2 separate regions of the Macaca mulatta genome follow, and region 1 is linked to region 2. The links are chromatin contacts, called in public Hi-C maps. All regions are on one chromosome and are shown on one strand. Each heading gives the region's core, a stretch centred on a gene start, on an enhancer-like site or on the middle of the called end of the contact. The rest is flanking DNA. Distances are from core to core; before and after follow the strand shown.

What was found. Hi-C and Micro-C count contacts between places; a contact is called where the count stands out from the background.
Region 1: a Hi-C map of liver shows a contact between it and region 2, with 5 times the contacts expected there. The contact joins the promoter of MXD1 here to the promoter of PCBP1 in region 2. A contact is called at or near these places in 4 of 14 Hi-C or Micro-C datasets (blood, fetal cortex germinal zone, fetal cortical plate and 1 more).

What each region holds. Positions count from the first base shown.
Region 1 is chr13:54,837,801-54,845,185 of T2T-MMU8v2.0, reverse strand. It overlaps MXD1 (MAX dimerization protein 1), which reads left to right and starts at 4,983. Exons shown (of 6, transcript NM_001260858.2): 1 at 4,983-5,093; 2 at 5,812-5,911. The coding sequence starts at 5,021. LOC114672043 (small nucleolar RNA U13) reads left to right here and starts at 2,401; the gene lies at 2,401-2,504.
Region 2 is chr13:54,638,552-54,645,262 of T2T-MMU8v2.0, reverse strand. PCBP1 (poly(rC) binding protein 1) reads left to right here and starts at 2,063. Exons shown (of 1, transcript XM_002799285.4): 1 at 2,063-3,752. The coding sequence starts at 2,330. The coding sequence ends at 3,400. It overlaps LOC106993001, which reads right to left and starts at 859. Exons shown (of 8, transcript XR_013402742.1): 1 at 640-859; 2 at 135-216.

The DNA.
Region 1 (7,385 bases), core at 3,734-6,233, 200 kb before region 2:
TTAGGAAATATCATTTGTGGCAAGCCTCTTTCTTGTAACAGTCTTAAAACATTGTGACAAAGCTAAACTCCTTTCGAACAGTACTCAGAATGATATTGCCCATTCTTTTTTTTTTTTTTTGAGAAGGAGTCTCGCTCTGTCGCCCAGGCTGGAGTGCAGTGGCCCCATCTCCGCTCACTGCAAGCTCTGCCTCCCGGGTTCACGTCATTCTCCTGCCTCAGCCTCCGGAGTAGCTGGGACTATAGGCGCCCGCCACCTCGCCCGGCTAGTTTTTGTATTTTTTAGTAGAGACGGGGTTTCACCGTGTTAGCCAGGATGGTCTCGATCTCCTGACCTCGTGATCCACCCGTCTCGGCCTCCCAAAGTGCTGGGATTACAGGCTTGAGCCACCGCGCCCGGCTGATATTGCCCATTCTTATTGCTGATCCTTTGCTTTGTATCTTTTTTCCATGCCTCTATGTATATAACAGAGTAGGAAATTGGGAAAATACATAGTTTGGGCCTTTAAAAAGAAAATGCTGTAAGGGTTATTTTACAATGTATTTACTCAACACTGTGCCTTGGGGATCTTTTCTTGCCAGTATATGTAAGTCTACCTTTTAAAAAGCTGCTGCATAGTGTTTTGTGTGATGTACATATGACAGTTTAGCCATTGCCTTTTTTTTCTTTTTGAACCGCTCTGGCTGGAGTGCTGTGTGGTGTGATCACAGCTCACTGGAGCCTCAACTTCCTGGGCTCAAACAGTCCTCCTGCCTCAGCCTCCCAAGTAGCTGGGACTACAGGCTGCACCACCACACCCAGCTAATTTATTTTCTGAATAGAGATGAGGTCTCACTATGTTGTCCAGTCTGGTCTTGAACTCCTGAGCTCAAGTGATCCTCCCATTTCAGACTCCCAAAATGCTGGGATTACAGGCATGAGTCACAGTCCCTGGCCAGTGCCTCATTTTCTAAATCACAGATTTGTACAGTGACTAATTTTTGCAAAGCAGAGTTTTTAAAGGTTTTTAAAATTTACTATTATGATGTTAGGTATCATATTAGTGTGTCCAAAGTAGCCACAAAGAAAGAGATGATACTATTGAAGCAGAAACTTGAAATCCTGATTTATACTTCAAGGAACAAAATCAATTCCTCAAAACCTTATGAGGCAAAATTTATTTTAATGTCATAGTAGTTAGGTATCAAACTCAGTTATAAATAGGGGGCTTTAATTCTCATAGTGATAGAACTTTTTAAGCACTTCAGGATTATAATACCGTAACAGTTGTCTTCCCTGCCACTCTGGGGTGCTCTCTGAAGCGGCATCTCCGGCAAAGAACTCCATAGTGTGTGATGAGCCTGCTGCTTGTTCAGTATTGGCATTTACCTCTTAATATACTGTCCTGTGCCCATCTGGAGTAGGAGCCCCCCAGAGGAGACTGGGCAGAGATTTACTTGGCAGTAAAGATTATCTGACAAGTCTAATATTTTAGGTCTTTGTAATTCCCCATTTTCAAGGTATATCTCAATTAGTTTATCTTGATATATGCTCAGAGATATAAACTATTGCCATCCCATGTTTATGTTATTACACATAGCTTTTTATTTAAAGTTCTGGTCGTAAAACTCAGGTTCAAACATCCTAGAATTCACAACTTCTATGTTTGGAACTGTGATTCTCAGTCAGTCAATGCTTATATCATGCCTTTGAGGCACTAGGTATTGAAAGTCACCACTTTTTCATTATCTTAGGATTCTCAGTTCTTTCTTCAAGACTTATACTTTCAGGTTTTCTTAATTAACTGGTCATCCCATACATTTGTGTAAAATAATTTCTGGGAAACTCCGAATCTCAAAACCTTTGCTTTATACTTACTACTTCATTTCCAGTAGATGGCACCAAATACCCTTTGAAGGTCTTCGTTATACTAATTCCTAGTTGGTGTTGCTGGCTAATTGATAATTGGCGTCCACCACCAAGGAACGAACATGGTCTATTCTTTAGTCTGATTCTCTAATTTTTATATAATGTAGTATTTTTGTTTGGAGTCTAAGTTAGACTTGTTGGCATTTAAATTATTTGCTGTTTCTGGCTCAGATTTCAACCTTTTCTCCCCCTTTTTAAAACACAAGTGTGACTTTCCAGTCAGGGTGATGGTAGAGGAAGGGTCATGATACTGAAATAGGACTTGGTTAAAATAAAGAGTTGAGAGTAAGAGAATAGAGACATATGCCAAATGTTTGTAATAAAATCAAAGAGAAAATATAAATATACACAAAATCCAAAATGTTAGGATAAAGAAATCAAAGCATTTTTAGTATTAATCGCTTTGGGTACTTTAGTAGAATTGCACTTATGATTTTCAAGTTTGTTTTACAAATAACATGCAATTTAAAAATACTCTTTAAAAACTGTTAGATCCTTTTGTAGTTCATAAACATAGTAATTAGGTGTTCCCATTCATGTGTGAGACGTGCCCCCCAAAGAGCTTGTTACAGCATTGGCACATTACCTGTCTGATGGGGAGAAAAAAAATACTGTTATATTTCTACCTTCATTTCCAACTTTGTATTGTACCTTGAAAACCTTTACCTACAGTATGTGTATTTCATTAGTATTTTCCTAAAGAATCAGTTTTTAGATCCAGTTAACCACTGAAACCAGAATATGCCTATATGTCAGGCATGATTTACTACATGTTTATTCTATTTATTGAGTTGATTTAATTTTAGTGGGTTTGTGGACCATTAAAAAATACATGTTTAACATTTCCTACCATAATTACATTTACACCTTTGTCTTTTTCTTCAGTACTTGAGTTGTCAGTGTTTTGTGACTCAGTCTGGAAATCTGTTTAAACCACCTTGTCTTTATACAACTACCAACAGGAGGATTGGTAATTTGGGCTCTGGGTGAGATAGACCTAGATTCAGTTTCCATGTCTGCAGCTGAATGCATGACAAGGAAAATCATTTAGCCTCCCTGGGCCTCAGTTTCTTCACTTGCAAAATGTAATTAACACAACCTACCTCATGGAGCTATGTTGAAGATTAGAGATAATGTAGGTATGATGCCTACACATAGTAAGCTATTATATATTGGCAACAATAATAAACTTAAAAAAAAAAAGAAATATGTTCATGCTTTACTCATTTGTATTTTGGGGACTCAACCTACCAAGAACTTCATTTCTACTTTTAAAATTGGAGCTGTCTGTCAGGACATTGGCAGTGTAGCTTGGTTTGCCATATAGCTTTCATCTCAAAAATTTTGATAGGTTTAGGGAACAATCTTTAAACTTTTTAGTTTTCTATACATAACATTCTATTAAGCATTTATATTGGTACCACCCCATGCGGAAACACACCATTTGCAGACATCTTAAAGAGTATTCTTGGCCAGGCGCGGTGGCTCAGGCCTGAAATGCCAGCACTTTGGGAGGCCGAGGCTGGTGGATCACCTGAGGTCAGAGTTCGAGACCAGCCTGGGCAACATAGTGAAATCTCGTCTCTACTAAAAATACAAAAATAAGCTGGGCGTGGTGGTGGGCACCAGTAATCCCAGCTACTCAGGAGATTGAGGCAGGAGAATCGCTTGAACCGGGCGGGAGAAGGAGGTTGCCGTGAGCCGAGATTGCGCCATTGCACTCCAGCCTGGCCGACAAGAGCAAAACTCCCTTTCAAAACAAAAAAAACAAAAAACCCCCAATAATCTTGTGAGTGCCTTCATCTAGAATTAAAAGGGAGGGGAAAACCCTAAAAGAGATTTAAGTCAAAGAATCTTAGAGTTTAATGCCATTCTGTAGGTTCACAAAGTCTCAGCTTTAAAAACCCACTCGCGTGAAAGGAATTAATTATTCCATCATTTCCCGGGGATGGAGGGGGTGCGGAAAAGGCGCATGAGCTCAATGCTGTATATTGGAGCCCGATTCCAGCTCTTTCTTGAGGGCAGAAAAAACGCCAGGCGGCAAGCATTTAACAACCGCCAGGCTTTTCTTCTCAAGCCCCGCAGCAGCCACGTGGCGCCTGCCCGAGCTCCCGGCTCACCGGCCACTATCCTACACCGCTCTCCGGGATGATTCGCGGCTGGGCCCTCGCCAGCCGGAGTTCCGCGAAGCCCAGAACCTCCAGGGCCGCGGCCACCAGACCCAGGGCTCCGGCCCCGAACCCAAGCGGCGCAGAGCGCCCAGGCGACGCGAGGTGCCAGCCTTCCATTCGAGGGACGCCTGGCAGGTCCCCGGAAGTTTTCCCCGGGGACAGGTCTTGGCAACAGGTCCGAGGCGAGACCGGGTGGAGCCGAGCTCCGCGGCTGCCGGTGAATCAGCGCCGCCCAGCGCCGGACCGGCCCTCCCAGCCAATGCCACACCTGGTGAGGAGCAGGCAGGCCGCTGACCATCAGCCACTTAGGGCTCGCCTGAACTGGAGAAAGGTGACATCATCGTAGCTGGGAGGTTTCCGAAGGCTTCACCAATGGGAGACCGGCGAGGTGCTTGCCTGCTACAGCTCTTGGCCAATACTAACAAAGCAAAAGGGGGCCCGGGTTGTTGGTATAGAACCAATGGGAAACAAGGAAGGAGCACGAGGCGGAGTTGCGAATCCTGTCACCAATTGGAAAGAGGGGGTGGAGCCCGGGCCTTGTCAAGCGTGACCAACCAGCGAGAGGAGCGGACTTTGGGGGGTGGAGCCGTGAAGCCCTCTCCCAATCGCACAAGTTTGGGGGCGGGGCATTCTTTGGGGGGCCCAATGAGGAACGCGGCCGAAGCTGGCCTGTCAAGAGAAGGGGCTGGGGGCGGGGAGATGGTGAGTCGGGGATAAACACTCCGCGGCGGTGGCGGCTGCTGCTCTGCTCCGGGTTCTGTCACGGTGTCGGCGGTGCCCAGCTCACTGGCCCCCCTCCCTCTCTTGTCGAGCGTGGTTGCCAGAGAGGCTCCCTCAGCCCTGCTCCGCGGTGTCCACAGCGGGCTCCATAGCGGTCCGGCGGCGGCAGCGAGCCCGTGGGCAGTGGGGGTTGGTCCCGTGGCTCCGGCCCCCGGTGCAGAATGGCGGCGGCGGTTCGGATGAACATCCAGATGCTGCTGGAGGCGGCCGACTATCTGGAGCGGCGAGAGAGAGGTGCACGGGGACGGGAAGGGGTCCACTCGAACCGAGGCCGGGGGTCCTGTAGGGCCGGCCTCAGGTCCGGGCGCCCAGCCGCTCCGGGGGTGGTTGGAGGCGGGGAGACCGCGAGCGCTCCCAACCCCTCCGGCTCTCCCCACGCGCGGTCCGAAGGGAGGCCGCCGCTGCCCTAGAGCAATGAATCAGGTGGAGAAGGGGCTTTCGCCCGCCGGGGTCCCGAACGCCGCCCCTTCCGCAGTCCCTCCCGAATGGGTGGCCGGGGCCGCCTCCGATAGCCTCCCTGGTTTACCTCACCCGGGCTGGTCCCGGCCGGCCCCCAGGTGGGTCCAGCGCCCCAGTCTCCTGGGCAGAGGAGCAGCGCCTCACGGTGCTTGCCCCGCACCTTCGCCTGAGGCTGGTTCCACTTAACCCGCACCAACCTGCTGGACGTTGCCAGTGGGAAACCCAGGCTGCGTGAGCTTAGCCACTACTGTGTCTTTCTCAACAATGAGCAGCTGGAATCCTCTTTACACCTGCTCCGAACTGAGGGTATTCACACAATGTTGTTGTTTTTTTTTTTTTTTTAATCATTGTTCTCAGAATTCCACCTTACTCCATTTAATTATTTCCACAATATTCTTTTAAAGATAAATAAAGGAAAAAGGAAATACTGTAGAGAGGAGAGAGTATTAAATATTCTGGGCCCATTCATTAACTGGATCCTCCTGTTTTCTAGAAGCTGAACATGGTTATGCCTCCATGTTACCATACAATAACAAGGACAGAGATGCCTTAAAACGGAGGAACAAATCCAAAAAGAATAACAGCAGTAGCAGGTAATTTGGTAAATACTTCTTTCTGTCTTTTAGATTATATTGTAGGTGACACAAACTGCTGAATGTAAGTTGCCTGTTGTGATTATAACCCTATAAAATTACATTGTGGCCGTCATGATTCAGTAATGTACACATGGACTTAAGACCTTGTAGGAAGCTGTTTCTGTTTGGGTTGAGGGAACTGAAAAGAAAAATAGAAATGTTTTACATTTTTTATGAACTTTATTCAAAATTTAATTTCGCTTTTCTTCCCTTTTGGAACAAAAAAATCTGTGAAAGCTTCAAGTGAGATTAGCAATGGTGACAATATTTTCCCTTCAGAAGTTGCAGATCAGGGCAAGTTTTCTATAAGTCAAAATGCTGGACATTATCCATTTCTTTTACTTTTCGTTGTAATGATTTTATAAACACATTAAAGTACCTGATTTGGCATAAGTGGTAGGATCTCATACTTGACATGTAAATTAAATACAGTGGTTTGTTTGATACTCTAATTTGTCACCTCTATTTGTAGTGGCAAAGAGGAATGATTGAGGTTAAAACCTACCTCTTTAGTGATAGAGGAATATATAATACCGAAATATTAATATGCTACAACCTTTCCATGTTAGTCTTATAGATTGTCTTATACCATAGTTCTTAAAAGCTGTGAATCTCACTGGAGATTTGGTTAATGGTCAGTTAAATCACATATTAAAGTCCTGTGCATAGTTTCTGGTACATGTAAATAGTCCATCAATGTTACTGCCCTTTTTCTCCCTTCTTTGCCCTTAAAATGTAGTTGGCTAGGAAATTCGTTTTATTAGATCCCTTCAACTATACCTTTCCTGCCAGTAAATTAAAAGCATTGATTTTTTCGTCACTGGTTTAGAATCCTCATCCCTCCCTCACCCTCATGAATAACTCCTTGCAAGTATCTATTTGATATTCTCTGTGGCTTAATACAGACCAGGAATTTCCCACTTAAACCTAAAAATCACTTGTTCTTGCTGCGTCTTCTGTACTTGGTTCACCTCATTAGTATCGTTGGTGGAACCACAGGATGTGAGCAGCATTACTTGTGCCATGCCCTTGAATAAAAATGGCACATGAAGAATCAACCTGGTAATTACTTGGTGGGTTTTGCTTGTCCTCTAATCTTAGCATTACCTGAAGGTGGTAGCCTGTAGTTTTGTGCATGGATATGAAGGCACTTTAAGAAGGTTGTTAATACTGACTTGTAATATGCAATGGTATAAAAACAATTCAGCTGTGTTGCATTTTAATACAGTATTTTTTTTAATTTGTTTAAAAGAATTTTGAGGCCTTTCAGTTAATTTTTCTGGAAAAACATAGTCCATTTTGGCTTTTATTATTGTCCACTAATGATTTGAGAGGAATTGTCCATGTTACTTATTTAGGCTTAATACCTTAACACCTTATTTTTTTCCTTAGTTTCACAGGAAGGTTGTAGGGGATGTTCACTAGTGGGGAT
Region 2 (6,711 bases), core at 814-3,313:
ACACAAAAGGGGGCTGACTACACAACAAAGGTTACCTCAAGGGCTCATTTAAATGACAAGCTCACCTAAACGTTTAAAATAGTATTTAAATTCCAAAACCCTGATTTACAGAAAAATCTGGAAAATGTGCTCACCAGTAAGGAAATCTGGAGGTCCATCCCCGACATTGTGTGACCTTGAATTAGGCACTTCATCTTTATGTTTAAGTGTCTTCCTCTGTTCAAAAAAGAGAGAAAGAGATAAGAACACCTACCTCAGAGGATCATGGTAAAAATTAAAGATAGAATACGGTGAAATGCCTTGCATCGGATGTGCTGGCACTGGCCAATGCACAATAAACGCCTGTCCCTTCTAAACTAAGAGTGAACACTGAATTGTGGTAAACTATTAGTAAGATTCACCGGCCAACCGGCCTATGAAAAAGTCAGAGGCATTCTGGTCTCTTCGTATTTCTCGTTCTCTCCAGCACAACGGCCCATGCTAGGAAGTCTAGAAAAGCAGTAATTTATCTCATTCTTTAAATTAAGCAGAGGTTTCTAAACGCTTTGGTACTGTGGGGACCCAAATTATCCCTTGATACTGCCCCCTATTATTCATCGTTAAGCTTTAAAAAGGCGAGAGATTAAATATTGTGCCTACATTTTACAGTTATTCGCGTTCCCGTTTCAAATTAAAGGGAGGGAAACGCGTTAAAATTAGGCTTCCGAGCTTCAGACCAGCCTGTGGGGTTTTCTAGGTCATAAAACTCGCGGAGCGGGAAAGGCCCCGGGGAGGAAGGGGGGTACATTCCAGAGCTTTCGGGCCGACCCCAATTTCTCGTTGGCGACGAATGCTAGCCACGTGTCGCCATTTTGTGTTCAGGCAACATGGCGGCCGCCCCTCGGGGAAGGAACGGGGAAGGCGGAGTAGCGCCACGTTAGCCGCTTTCCCTGAGGGATTCTGAAGCACGTTGTGCACGGGGCCCTTGCTGGTCTGGCTTAGCCCGAGGAGGAAGGGGAAAGGGCAGAAATCACAACTCGTATGCCAGCGTCTTAAACGACACTTCCTCAGCGGGAGGAACCTGCAAAAAAGGCCTTCCAAGATGGCGGGCCACGGGGCCGCCCCCGGAGAGTCGGGTGCGGTGGCTGCGCCCATGGGCCCGAAAGGCAGCCGCGGGAGCCCAGGCCGCGCGGGAAAAGCCGCAGAAACGTCCTGAAGCCCCGGCCGGCATCCCCTGAATAAACAAGGCCTCCATTGGCGCACACTATTGTTTCTAATGTCGGAAAAGGGTGCCGCGGTGGAAACGACCCAAGGGCAGGAGGTGGGGTTTCTGTGGCTTTAACCGAAAGAAACTTGCGAAACGCAAACAAAGCATTATGTAAATGGACGCCATTCCTTCCAGGACCACGTTTCTAGCACGCCCCGCAAACAGCAGAGCCGCGATTCGAGAGGCGGTAGTGAGCGGGTTTCGGTCTTTCTGCCCACCGGCCGCCGCCGGGGGGCAGGGGCCGGGGTGGGGGTCGATGAGGCGCGCCCGGACGCCGGGGACGAAAAGGCCCCACGTGCCCGCCCGCGCGCACCCGCTCTGCAGGCCTCGCCTCGCCGCCCCTCCCCCGCCGGAAGACGGCGTCTGCCCCTCCCATCCCCCCACACCCTCGCGCACGCGCCCTGGTCACCTTGCGCGCACGTTTTAAACCCGCGGCGTCCCGGCTTGTGCCTGCAGTTTCCACCTGGGCTGCCCGTGTCGTTCCTCGCACGACCCCCCCCTATGTAGGGCAGGAAAATAATGTCTGTCCCCCATACACAACACTAGTATTTTCAGTCACCCGCCAGTGCCGTTAGAGTTAATAAAATACGTAATCATTTTAAAACTTTGCCGGACTCACAGTTTCCGCCCATAGTGCGCTTGATTTTCACTACTGCAGTGTCAGAAGGGTTTTTTTTTTAAGGACCATGTGAGGGTTGGCGCAATCTTGTGACCTAAAAAAGACGGGTCCTCATTTTTTTTCAAGGGGTCCTGCGCAGCAAGCACTTCCGGGGTCAGAGGGTACGCGGGGTTGAAAGCGGGCTTCCCGCCCCGCCCAGACCGCCGAGGCTGCCGCCGGAGTCGCCACCGCCGCGCCCTCGCCCACCCGCCCGCCCGCCGCTCCCGGCCCCGCTCGCCCCCTCCGCCGCCGCCGCCCGCCCCTGCGACTACGCTGCGGCCTCCCGCCCGCTCCCGCTCGCTCCCGCGGCCCTCGCTCGCCTCGCGCCGGCAGTTTTGGGCCTACACCTCCCCTCCCCCCGCCAGCCGCGAAAGACTTGACCACGTAACGAGCCCAACTCCCCCGAACGCCGCCCGCCGCTCGCCATGGATGCCGGTGTGACTGAAAGTGGACTAAATGTGACTCTCACCATTCGGCTTCTTATGCATGGAAAGGAAGTAGGAAGCATCATTGGGAAGAAAGGGGAGTCGGTTAAGAGGATCCGCGAGGAGAGTGGCGCGCGGATCAACATCTCGGAGGGGAATTGTCCGGAGAGAATCATCACTCTGACCGGCCCCACCAATGCCATCTTTAAGGCTTTCGCTATGATCATCGACAAGCTGGAGGAAGATATCAACAGCTCCATGACCAACAGCACCGCGGCCAGCAGGCCCCCGGTCACCCTGAGGCTGGTGGTGCCGGCCACCCAGTGCGGCTCCCTGATTGGGAAAGGCGGGTGTAAGATCAAAGAGATCCGCGAGAGTACGGGGGCGCAGGTCCAGGTGGCGGGGGATATGCTGCCCAACTCCACCGAGCGGGCCATCACCATCGCTGGCGTGCCGCAGTCTGTCACCGAGTGTGTCAAGCAGATCTGCCTGGTCATGCTGGAAACGCTCTCCCAGTCTCCGCAAGGGAGAGTCATGACCATTCCGTACCAGCCCATGCCGGCCAGCTCCCCAGTCATCTGCGCGGGCGGCCAAGATCGGTGCAGCGACGCTGCGGGCTACCCCCATGCCACCCATGACCTGGAGGGACCACCTCTAGATGCCTACTCGATTCAAGGACAACACACCATTTCTCCGCTCGATCTGGCCAAGCTGAACCAGGTGGCAAGACAACAGTCTCACTTTGCCATGATGCACGGCGGGACCGGATTCGCCGGAATTGACTCCAGCTCTCCAGAGGTGAAAGGCTATTGGGCAAGTTTGGATGCATCTACTCAAACCACCCATGAACTCACCATTCCAAATAACTTAATTGGCTGCATAATCGGGCGCCAAGGCGCCAACATTAATGAGATCCGCCAGATGTCCGGGGCCCAGATCAAAATTGCCAACCCAGTGGAAGGCTCCTCTGGTAGGCAGGTTACTATCACTGGCTCTGCTGCCAGTATTAGTCTGGCCCAGTATCTAATCAATGCCAGGCTTTCCTCTGAGAAGGGCATGGGGTGCAGCTAGAACAGTGTAGGTTCCCTCAATAACCCCTTTCTGCTGTTTTCCCATGATCCAACTGTGTAATTTCTGGTCAGTGATTCCAGGTTTTAAATAATTTGTAAGTGTTCAGTTTCTACACAACTTTATCATCCGCTAAGAATTTAAAAATCACATTCTCTGTTCAGCTGTTAATGCTGGGATCCATATTTAGTTTTATAAGCTTTTCCCTGTTTTTAGTTTTGTTTTGGGTTTTTTGGCTCATGAATTTTATTTCTGTTTGTCGATAAGAAATGTAAGAGTGGAATGTTAATAAATTTCAGTTTAGTTCTGTAATGTCAAGAATTTAAGAATTAAAAAAAACGAATTGGTTAAAAAATGCTTCATATTTGAAAAAGCTGGGAATTGCTGTCTTAAACTCTTTGTTGGTGCCTTTTTTTCCCTCCCCTTTTAGCCTGAGGTGTTTGGAGGGAGGAGGGAGAAGGGTGGGCCCGTCCTTGGTATTCTCTGAAGCTCTTCTCACCTTATCGGTAAGATTCCATTCCCTCTGTGCCCCAACAAAGGAACATAGCAGGCTGGGCCTGCTTTGGGATGTTTCCAGGGACAGAGGGGTTCAAGTTCCAGAGAGAGGCCTCATGCCCATTTCTCTGGTAGAAACAAGGTTTTCGCGAGGGGAAAAGGTGTGCCCACTCAGTAGGACCTCTGAATGGCAGAGCGTCCTCTCCATCTAACCAGTTCCCCCCACCCCCACCTCACAGGATAAACTTAGGAACAAAAAAAATATTCTGGAGTGGGAGGAGCCTGGGGAAGGGGTGTGGGGGGGAGGGAAAGGAAGGGAGGGCAGTGGGCGGTGGGGGGGATTGGGGGCTTGGAGGAGGGTAACAGCTGCCGGGTGGTGGTGGGACTAGAGGGGTCTTGGTTGGGCAGCAGGGATGGGAAGGGGGGAGGGGATAGTACCAACGAGACGCACGTGTCAAGCATGCACCTGTGGCAAGCAGCCTGTCAGAGGATGTTATTACACCTGCCAAGTGGTGTATCCAGAAACAAAAGAGGCCCAGTTTCCAATTCTTCAGCTGTGTGCAATGTTTAGAGAATCACTATACCAGGAAATAATCCTGCCTAAATGGGTCAGTCCTCACAAGGTGGGAATGTAGACCAATGCAGTGACTATAACCTAACAATGATCTGCGTGTTAAAGATGCAGATTCCTCTGTCCCACCCCAAAACTAATCAGCTGCATTTTTAACAAACACCCCAAAGGAGTCTTAAGATTTGAATGCCACTGATTGTCTTCAGTGGAGGAGAAAGATCCCGCTGTGAAGGCCGTAGCAGCCTCACGCCCACGTCAGCCAATGGGACTATCCCTGACCTGATGAGAAGGAAAACTGCTAGGCAAAGGCAACATTGGAAACAATAGTATGAGAAAATAGAGCCTGAGATGAGGGAAAGAAGAAACAATAGTATCAAACAATAGACCAGTAGGTGCCAAAGTGGGTAGTTCAAATCCCAGGCACTATGGGAGATCACTCATGGCAAAGAGAAGTTCCTGTGGGAAGGGAGTATTATCCACAGTAAATATTTGTTGAGGCTTATTATGTGGTCACGCAGGGTTAGGCAAGCAGTCACTGAAAGGAGCTCAAATTCTGGAGTTAGACTTGCTTTCAAATTTGAGTTCTGCCTCTTATTCATGGCTTTGGGCAAAGTAATCTCTATAAATGAATATGTTAAAAGTAACACCTTCTGGGCTTGTGAAAATAAAATGAAAGCATGTATATAAAACAGAACAGTGATTAGAACACAGTAAATTTCAGTGAACTCTGGATTATAAAAAGCCAAAAGGCCCATTTCTGGAGGCTGAGGGTTGGCCACAAAATCTGGGCAGAGAAGACATGATTAAAAGGGAACAAAGCAATGTGTATTAAATGAGTTGGACTGAGAGGCTAAGACAGGTGGGGAGTGAGGGGGACCTAGTGAAGACACAGAAGTGGGTACCATGCCTTCTGGGAACAATGAGCAGAAATCCAAATCAAGGCAAGAGTGGGTGTAAGCTTGAACCCTCAGACACCAAGCCAAATAGTCTGTGAAGAATCCCTGAAACGCTGGGTGAAGCAGTTGGAAAGCCCTGTGAAAAGCAGGTCTGAATACCAAAAATTAGGCCAGGTGCGGTGGCTCATGCCTATAATCCCAACACTTTGGGAGGCCGAGGTGGGCAGATCACTTGAGCTCAGGAGTTTGAGACCAACCTGGGCAACATGGTGAAACCTCATTTCTACAAAAAAAAAAAATATATAGAAAAATTAGACAAGTGTGGTGGTGTGCTCCTGCAGTCCCAGCTACTTGGGAGGCTGAAGTGGGAGGATCGCCCTGCACCTAGGAGATTGACGCTGCAGTGAGCTGTGATCATACCAGTGCACTCAGCCTGAGCGACAGAGCAAGACCCTGTCTCAGAAAAAAGAAAAGTAGGCCTGAAACTCCTCCCTACTGTATCTTATACTGGGCAAAGCTGGCAATAATTTGTAAAATAATGATTTAGGCAGCAAGGCATAGGATGAATTGCTACTTGGAGAGATGAAAGGCAAGAATAGCAGTTGGCAAACTACCTCAAGGAAGAAGCAGGTTCTAATATAGGCTGGCAAGTGGTACCAATAGGAATGCAAGGAAAGGAACTAGTCAATGGCAGAGAAATTGAAACTGGGTGTGGAGGCCAGAGGAAGATGTAAAGAGGGGGAGCAATGAATTCAGGCATGGTGATAGAAGTATATGCAGACAGAAATATTCAACAAGTAGCTAGAAATAGACAAGATTGAGGTGAAGTCAAAGCTGCATAGGAACAGAGGTAAATGAGGGGAAGGGACTGGAGATGGAGTTTTGGGGTATTTCGTTGGGTTGAAGGACCTAGTTTTCTTGTTCACTGTCTATCCTAGTACCTGTCACCATACCTGATACATAGCAGGGACTCAGTAAATATTTGTAAAGTGTATGTGGAAGAGGCAGCCAGTGAGGACAGAAGGAATAGTTGAAGCAGCAGGAAATAAATCAGGAGAGTGCCCTTGAGAGAAGTCAAGGAGGAACAGTCCAGGGCTGACGGAGTGATAATAATGCTGTAAGGAGGTTATTTAACAGATTTGATTGAGCATCTACTGTGGGCAAAGTACTCTGAATTACATCGTGCTGTTGTGGTGCGCTTGGAAGATGTCTAGTAGCTGATTAAGAGAATGATCTGTGGTAAAGGGAGGAAGAGGAGGTGGAGGAAGCCATGAAATTACTTGGGGCTAAATTATCACCAGCATTGAATGCCATAACAAAGGCTTTGAGCATCGTACTGAAAATCGGTGGTC